Regions from separate parts of the Anser cygnoides genome. Here region 2 is linked to region 1. Evidence: chromatin contacts called from public Hi-C data. All regions are on one chromosome and are shown on one strand. Each heading gives the region's core, a stretch centred on a gene start, on an enhancer-like site or on the middle of the called end of the contact. The rest is flanking DNA. Distances are from core to core; before and after follow the strand shown.

Evidence for each region. Hi-C and Micro-C count contacts between places; a contact is called where the count stands out from the background.
Region 2: a contact with region 1 is called in a Hi-C map of liver, with 2.1 times the contacts expected there. The contact joins the promoter of ACAT2 here to the promoter of LOC106039526 in region 1. A contact is called at or near these places in 2 of 7 Hi-C or Micro-C datasets (both in liver).

What each region holds. Positions count from the first base shown.
Region 1 is chr3:50,200,362-50,204,812 of Taihu_goose_T2T_genome, forward strand. LOC106039526 (plasminogen-like) reads left to right here and starts at 2,705. Exons shown (of 19, transcript XM_048067860.2): 1 at 2,705-3,310. The coding sequence starts at 3,262.
Region 2 is chr3:50,428,854-50,433,426 of Taihu_goose_T2T_genome, forward strand. It overlaps ACAT2 (acetyl-CoA acetyltransferase 2), which reads right to left and starts at 2,891. Exons shown (of 9, transcript XM_048067897.2): 1 at 2,733-2,891; 2 at 2,483-2,617; 3 at 1,262-1,443; 4 at 166-283. The coding sequence starts at 2,781.

The DNA of each region.
Region 1 (4,451 bases), core at 1,455-3,954:
AGATCTGATAAACTTCCACCTATGGTAGGCCTCACAGTGGTCAAATAAACGAGAACAAACACTACAGGATCAAAACTGGGGAAAGATTAAGACAATATATGGAACTTATGACAGAAAAGAGGAAAGGAGGAAAGACAAGTAGACAGATAACTCAACAGTTTAAAACAGCTCATTTTAAACATGATGCCATGAGAGGTCACTTCCTTGTCACAAGACAGCAGTGAGGATCATCAGCCTGGCTGATGAAACACTTCTTGCATTTTGACATTTTCACATTAAGAACTTACAGAATAAGCATTATTATACCAAAACAGATTTCTGACAATTCTCCCATATCCAGTTTTCCAGTACCAAATCCATTAACATAGAGAGAGATTATCTTTCTCCAAATCTGGATTATCATCCTTGAAAGAAATGGGAATCCAGATTTTCTTTTCTCAGCTGCACTGAAGTAGACACATTTTAACCAGGTTTAATGCAATGAAATTGAGACAAGAGCTACTCCCAAGCCTAAAAAAGGAAACTGCTGCAAACCCGTAAGACAATATGTGGGCCTTTAACATGAAGAAGGTTTACAAAAGAGTGCTTGCTTGCATGGTGCCTGAAAATGTTCCCAAACATACGGACTCCTGGATGGAGTGATGTGGCAACACATCTTTGGCTACACCAAGTAGTTCTTTTGGTTTTGAAAACTTTTAGGAAAAGCTTTTCTGACTAAAATTCCTAACACATTATGTTTATCAATATTTTACAAACTCAGTTTAAAAGATTTTCAAATCCTCCCCCTTCTCCCAAATAAATTGTTGGTGTTGTTGTTTGTTTGTTTGTAACTCAATCAAACTGAGCCATGGACAGTATAAACAGCTTGCGCGTGAGACCATCAGTCTCACCACCCGCAAAGGGCAGACCAGAGCCAGGCCTGCAACACTTGCTCTTGAGGGCCAGCCAAGATGGATACTTGGAGGGGTTGTCCTCCACCTGCAGCCTCAAGTCAGGCCCAGATGATATAAGATGGTGTGTCAGGCACAGCACTCATCCCACGGGCACTTGCAACTCCCTATTCCCAGCCTCTCCAAACTCTGCCTGCGCACAGAGGCAGCTGAACAACCTGACACTGAATCAGTCCCTGGCAGGAAAATGGGAACTGAGGATGGCCCCAAGGCCCTGCTGGGAGGGCCAGAAAGGTGGGAATCAACTCCAGTGTGCACAGGAGAAACAGCCGCATCTAAGCCGAATATATAGCTCTATTCTTACACCTTAACCACCAGATGGGCACCGTAATGTGGCAACCCAGAGAATACCTTTGGAAATGGAGAATGCAGAGGAGTGGGGAAGATGGCAGAGGCACTGGGGAGGGCAGGGCTATTCTGAGGAGGAAGGAGAAAAGTGCAGCCACAGAGCAGCCATGTCCCACCAAGACATTGGGCCCATGCAGCAGCTCCAAGTGGCCAAACCAGACTGCACCAAGGCTGTGGGGCAGCACTGTGTCCACCAAAGGTGCCAGCTGCCCCCTCTGTGTGTGGCAGTGCAATTTCAGGAAGGTCATAGGCAAGCTAACAAGACATGAGGATAGGTGAGCACACACTGGCTGGGCTGGGCCAAGGTGGTGGCTGGGGCACCAGAGGTATGGAATGGGTGAGAGGAAACCAGGATCTGGAGTGAGAATGGAAAATGGGGTTAAGATTGTGAATATCATGTGGGACTAAGTGAGCCTTCAGTAGCTCTCCAAAGCCTATTTGCCACCAAAGCTTACTCTGTGATCTGCTCCTTCATTTCATCCTTCTTTCCCAATGGTTAATTGTTCCTAAAACTGGTAAGGAACTGAGTTTTCCTCAGCTAAATTCAGCTCCCATCACCTCTTCTCTTGGGCCCATCTGCTTTGGTTCCCTGCTGGTCTCCCAAGATTCTACTGATGGCCCATGCTTTGCTGTATTTCACAAGTCACATTAAAATAACATCAAACATAGAAAAATAGATAACACGGTATTACAGCACCCTACGCAAAACTACAAGCAGGACCAGCTCTGGATTTTTCGTAGAACGTGTAAAATAGCAGCTAATCTGGTACCCATTTGTAAAATAGCAGCTAATCTGGTACCCACACTACAGTTTGCTCTCATACACATTTACTCCTTCATCCCTAACCTTATCCCAGACTCTCACTACAATGTAGTTTAGACTTAAAGTAGGTGCAAAAAGATCATGGATAGACTCACTATTTTTTAGATACAGCGCATGATTCTATGAACTTATTTGCCTTCAGTTGCAAAAGTCTGAATTTCTTGACCCAGGGGTGCACATTCAAGCCTGTTTTCCTCATCCAGCATCCCATCCTGCCTCAGGTGAGTCACTAGCATATTTGATAACACAAATTGTTTTGAAGCTCCACCAGTGACCTAACATGCAAGAGAAGCCATTAAACAGTTCTGCAAGGTAACTTTTCCAAGGCAAAGGCCACTTGGAAATGCAGAGAAGAGCTGATGTTGAAATCAGTATAATAATGAGCAAAGTCTGACACCCTCACTGGATGAGTTTATGCATACAATATGAGGTTAAATGTCTGGAAAGGAAGAACACTAAATAGCTATCTATGGGTCTTAAACATAAAGTTATGACATGCTAGGCATTGAACCAAAATGACCTCTAAGTCTTACTCATAAAAAAAAAAAAACACCACCAAAAAAAAAATAAAAATAAAAAATCTTATTTGAATTATTTGATTAAAAAGAAAAAAAAAGAATAAAAGTTATATTAAACCATCTTTCAAGTGTTAATATTGTCTCAATCTGATAATACCCTGAGATTACCCTGAGTGCTTACCCTGAGATTAAATTGAAGTTGGTCCTTACAAACCAGTATAAGTGTGCATGGCTAAAATTACCACTGGGACTCTAGTGTTAAGAAAAAAACAAGTTCTGCCTGAACAAACAATTCCCCATGCTTCCCAGCAACATTGTTCTTGACTATTCTCTAGCAAAGTGAGACCAAACAATTTAAGAACAAAAACATGTCTCACAAAACAAGAAAGTGCCTTCACATTTCCCAGCATCCAATAATACAAATGTCTGAGCCTGATTTGGTAATATATCCAATTCAAGGTTGTTTGAACGTCCACTCCACGGCAAAGGGGGTCACAGCACGGGAGAATGATTAACTTAATCTGCCTGCCTTGTTTGTTTGATGCCGCCTCACTCCAGTGCAAGTCAATAAAACTTTGTGCACTGACACACACAACTTCCAGCACCTTCCAGCTGGGCCAAAATGGGAATTAGCAAAGCTGCCTTGCTCTTTCTTTTTGTGCTCAGCTCAGGTAAGAGTCCTTTGCCTTCCACTTGTGTGAGTGAGATGGGGGCCAAATGTTTGCAAGCTCCGTGTTGTGGAGACGGGTCCCCAAATCCATGTGTCACCACTTACCTGGATGATGGTGGGTTTGGGGCTTGCTGGCCGGCAAGAATTGCTGTTGAACGAAGTGAGAGCTGTGGTTGCTCTGTTGTGTTTGTTAGAGGCACGAGAAGAGCAACAACCTTGGTGTCTGCATGGGAACAAATGGCAAGCATTTGCCAACATGCCAAATGGCCAGAAATGGTGGCACCTTTGGCAAGTAGCCTTCTACAAGGACATGTGTTTTTCATGTGTAATTGGAAAATATAAAAGGGGTCACAGTTAGAAAAGTGTATGAATAGATTTTAGCAACTAGAAATATTAGAGGCAAGTCCCAGCATAACAAATTCTAGATACTGTTTAATGTCAAGAACAATCATTTTTAAATTCTAGTTTCTAAACTGCGTTTTTCAAAAACACCCTAATTCAAATCAAATACGCTTCTCAAATAAGTAAGAATTATATAAGGAGGTGGAAAATATAGGGTTTTTACTTTTGTCTACAATACTCTATTTCTGCTTGCAAGTCTTTCATTGAATAGCTATAAACATTTGCATTTCTGAAAAATGCAGTAATACATCTTTCTTACACTGAAAAAATCCATAGACTTTGGGAAAGCGGTAGCAAGAAAATGTATTGTGTTTTTATTGTAGTTGCATGTAGTTTCATTGTTTTCTTAAAGTGTTATGCCCTTCCTAACAAGTTATGACCCAATCAATATTTTAAAAAAATTAAATGCTGTAATTATTATGATAATGTTACGTCAAAGTGTCAAAACAGAACAGAATTAAGGTTGCAAGGAGGCTACACCATACAGGGAATTCTTCAGTTCTTCACTTGAATCTCTTGACGTTGTGGAGAGCATTACAGCACCGCTGTGACATTTTATTTTTTTAACCCAGTTTAATGTTTTCATTCACAATTGACTTCATCTAAATATCATTTTTGTTTTGAAATACCTAGTGGAATCTGTGAGTCCTGTGCCTGTCACATGAATTTTATTGTATCCTTTTCCACTTTATCTTCATTTTATTTTTAACTATGCTTTTCTTTCATGCACACTGTTAAAC
Region 2 (4,573 bases), core at 1,641-4,140, 230 kb after region 1:
CTTCAACACCTTTCAATATTAGGGTTTGCTCTCTTTTTCATGACTACAACTTAGGGATGGCTTGAAACATCTTACTTGAAAATTCAGATTTCTGAAATGCACTCACAGTGAGTTCTTCCCCCCTTCACAGTTAACCATGTCATTTTCAGGACTGCCACCACTTACCTGTTATACCCATGTGATACTGATAAAAAGCATCTGTGAGGCCATCACGGATTATGCTATCTTGCAGGGAAGCCTCTCCCATTTTCACCCCAGCTCGCATGTGAATTACATGAGGTGCCTGCAGGAAGTATTTCAAAAGGAGTTATGCCTTTCCTACCTGTGGTACACAATACAGCCAAGACAGCTGCACAGCTCGAGGCAGATCCCTACCTTGGGGCTGCAGGTAGCAACCCCAGATCCCAGCTCACCTCTCTTTCTTGCAGCCCCCCTCACACACATACCCCTCTTGCCCCAACCACCCTAATTCCTTTTTCCCCACTGCAGGATAGAATGAGCGTCATGGTAAGGGGAAAATTAGGGTCCTTGGCCAGTCAAAACATGAGTTTCTCCATCTGTCTGATCTGTCTCTCCCTCCAGGGTCTGATAGCTGGCGTGCTGTTTGGCCTCCACACTTCCCAGGCAGCAGGTCACCAAGCAGCAAATGTTTTCTCTGCACAGATCGAATCAAATGGTTCTGTGGGGCGATGCAGCCCGTGGGTCCCTTCAAACAGTTCCCACTGCACTACCAGGCAACGCCAACACCACCCTCGGCACTGACAGCCAGCGAGCCCTGGCAGAAGGCCCCACCCTTGCCAGGCATCAGACCATTTGCCCAGTGCCAACCCATGACACAGCCTTGGGCTGAAAACCTTGAAATGAAAGCACTTTGCTTCCTCTCCAGGCTCTAATTACTGAACAATTATTCTGCAAAAGAATAACATTTCCAGTTATTCATGCTTTGGGCCTCTTGCAGCACAAAAGCAACCCTTGCTATTGCCAGCTGTCTCAAGCAAATAATTCATCACCAGAGGGCTAGATAGGAATTAAAATCGTATTTTAAATGTGATGTGTGTTTGCAACAGCATTTTTTAAGTAGCTACAGTATCATCAAAAAAAAAAAAAGCTATAAAAGACCATTTTTGCATGTGTAAATTAATTTCCAAGTGCAGAAACTGCCTCCAAAGCATTAGCCTTGAAATACATGGTTTCAACATTCAACTTCATTGCTGTTTGTTCCCCTTAAGACAGAAAATGAGAGTGCAATCTTTTGATTTACCTTGCTCATACTTTCCATTCCTCCTGCAACCACAATGCTGGCCTCTTCTGTCATTATGGACTGGGCACCCAGACATACCGCTTTCAAGCCAGACCCACAGATCATCTGGCAGCTCCATGCAGGCACAGAGTAAGGGATTCCTGCACCAACACTTGCCTGCCGAACAGGGTTCTGACCAGCACCTGCAAGAACACACAGGGGTTTTCCTTGTCTACTCTCCAAAAGCAAAACAGGCCTTGTCACTTTCCAATTCCACCAACCTTTAGAGCTTGTTCCTGTTTTTAGTTGGTAGACAAAGAAATTCCCAGCAGCTGTTACCTCTCTCATTTATACATATGGTTTATTGATCAATAGTAAGATCAGTGACTTCAGCCACTTGCTACTCATAATTTTGTATTTGCAACTCTGCTGTTGACTGCTGGTGAGATTAAACACCATTTATTCAGTTTCAAATTGGCACTAACCTGTTGCACATATATAAGATATGAGTTGATTTAAATTGCTGCTAGCTGAAGGGTTTATTTCTGATATCTTCTGTACACTGTGAATAGACAACTTTCCCCAAAAATTCCCCTGGAAACCATAAGCACATTTGTGCAAATGAAAGCTTCCATTCATTCTTGCTTGCAATCTGCTGTAGAGAGAATAGGAGCACTACATACAAAGGCAATATTCTTCATCTGCATCTCCCCAGGCCAAAGCGAGGCCAGCTCTTTTGTATGTAAAGGTGGAGATAAGGAGAGCACAGCATGCTCTCTCACCATGAGCTAGATTCACAGAAATCTGAATCAGCTTTAAATATGAAAGTATTTCTTTTATTTTCTTCCTCCCTCTTTAGAAGAGGGGCTGGTCTGCCCTGCGGCTCTGCTGATCAAACATTACCCTGCAAAAAGCACATGGCCGTGTCAAAGCGAACAATTCCCTGTATCCGCATTCCCACGAAACCGAGCCGGTTGTGTGTAAGCAAGCGGCACGGCAGACCCCGCAGGTGGGTCTCCCAGCCGAACAGAGAAGCGGGCTGCGTCTCCATCCAAGCCCTGGAGCCCTGTCGCTGTCAGAGAAGCGCTGTGACAAAGGGAACGCTGCCAGCCCCCGGAATGCCAGCACCCCCCGTCCCCGCCCCGCCCCAAGACCCCCTCAGAAGCAGCCCCCGGCACGCACAGCGCTGCGGGGACCCAGCCGCGGTGTCCCCCCCCGCCGCCCCAGGGCCCCCGGCCCTACCTGCGGCCAGCACCTGGCCCAGGACCACCTCCGACACCTCCTCGGGGGCCAGCCCGGCCCGCCGCAGCGCCTCACGGATGGCGGCGGCGCCCAGCTCGTGTGCCGGCAGCGCGGACAGGGCGCCGTTGAAGGAGCCTGGAGGAGACACAGGGAGGGGAAGAGGGAGGAAGGAGAGCGGTCACCGCCCGCCCGCAGCCCCTGCGACACCGCGCCCTGGGGGCTGGGGGCCGCCCGCCGCCCGGCCCCTCACCGACGGCGGTCCTGACGGCCGACACGAACACCACGGGGTCTGCGCTCATGGCTGAGCCGAGCCGAGCCGAGGCCGGTGAGCGGAGCCGGAGCCGGATCCTGCACGGCACGGCACGGCACGGCACGGGAGCGGGGCCGGCACCGGGACCGCCCCTCGCGTGGTGCCGGCGCCGCCCCTCGCGTGGTGCCGGGCGGGGCCGGGCCGCGGGCGGGGCGGGACCCGCTGAGGGGAGAACAGGGGGGAGCCGAGGGGTGCCCTGCAGCCTGCCCCTCCTGTGCTGAGTCACGGCCCAAGGGACCCGCCAGCCCGGGCGGTGCCCGAGGGTGCAGCCTGACATTAGCTTGAGTGCCAGCAGCGCGGTTTGGCAGGGCTTTTAGAAAAAAAAAAAAAAAAACGAGGGACAAATTACGTCCTAAAAAAGCAAATACTGTGTGATGACGAATGTACGTGACGGCGTATGCAGCAACAGTGCACCTGTAATCACACCCCGCGTGTTCTGACTGATCTGAAGCTGCTGGGGTTACATCTGCATGCATAAAATGCATTTGAGTCCTCTGTATGGAAACGCCGAGTGACAGAAGCAGTGCAATTCCCAAACTGGATTCACATCAGACTCTAATCTTACTTTAAATGTAAAAACCTACAGCGTTACTACGTAGGAAAGTAACACAACTTCGGAAAGCAAGACCGTTAATCTAGATTTCACCGTTACAACAACATCGTTGGCATAAGTGAAACAGAAAAAAGAATTATCTCAGATGTCTTCAGGCGCAGAAATCTGTGGTAAATCCTGTGGGCAGCCAAATCCTTAGGTGGACTAATCTACCAGTCACCTCAGGATGCATTAAACAGCAACAGGCATGCACCACAGCTTGTCTTCACCAATGCTGTGTGGCCAGGGCAGCTGGTAATGCTAACGGAGACCTCAGATTAAACCTGGGTGACAAAACCATGTCTGGAGCCTTTTCAAAAGACTCATCAGTAAGCAATTAGTAGATCTACCATACAAGCAAAACTCCCGAATATGTGATTTTAAGCTATAAAAAAGTGGTTGTTTTAGAAGAACATCATGCAGTTCCTGGGCAACCCTCTACGACTGAAAGTAGTCTCTGCATCTTTTCAAAATTCAGTAGAGACTGACTCATACGGAGGCAGCACCAAGTAACCTAGTTTATCAACTGTCCTGTATACCTATACGTCATTCTTAATGCAATATTTGACTGATTACAGTTTGAAGTCATCAATGCAAATACAAAATCAATAATGTAAGAAGAGCCCAGAAAACGTTAAATGTCAGCAGGTGTGCAAAGTCCAAAAATGACAGTACATCTGAAGTAAGTCTTACAGACAGGATTGCCTTTTATTTAAAGCTTTTTCCAAATATCAGCATCCTCTCCACACTTGATCTTTAATCTGCCAACAGATGGAAAGAGTTTGAATTTGAAGGGGGCCTAGTGAATTCATGACAGCTCAGGCCAATGAGCTGACTTGCTGCTATTTTGTCCTCAACCACAAACAGCTGAATTGTTTTCCAGCTCAAGAGGAGTGAGGGACCAGCCTGTAATGCTGGGCCAGCCCAAAATGGCAGAATCAAACAAGTTTTATCCAGGTATTTTTGTCTGACTTTCGTTATACTGTTTAACTCTGCTTGGACAGTGTCCAGGATGAGATCCAAATGCATAACAGGAATGTGTAAAGGAACAAAACAACAGCAATTGCACAAGACAAATAATTAGGAAACTTGTATGGTGCAGATCAAAGTTAAGTTATTTAAACATACCAAAAAATGACTAAACATTAGTAGGCAGCTGTGCTTTGAATGCAGTGTAGTTAATGAGCAG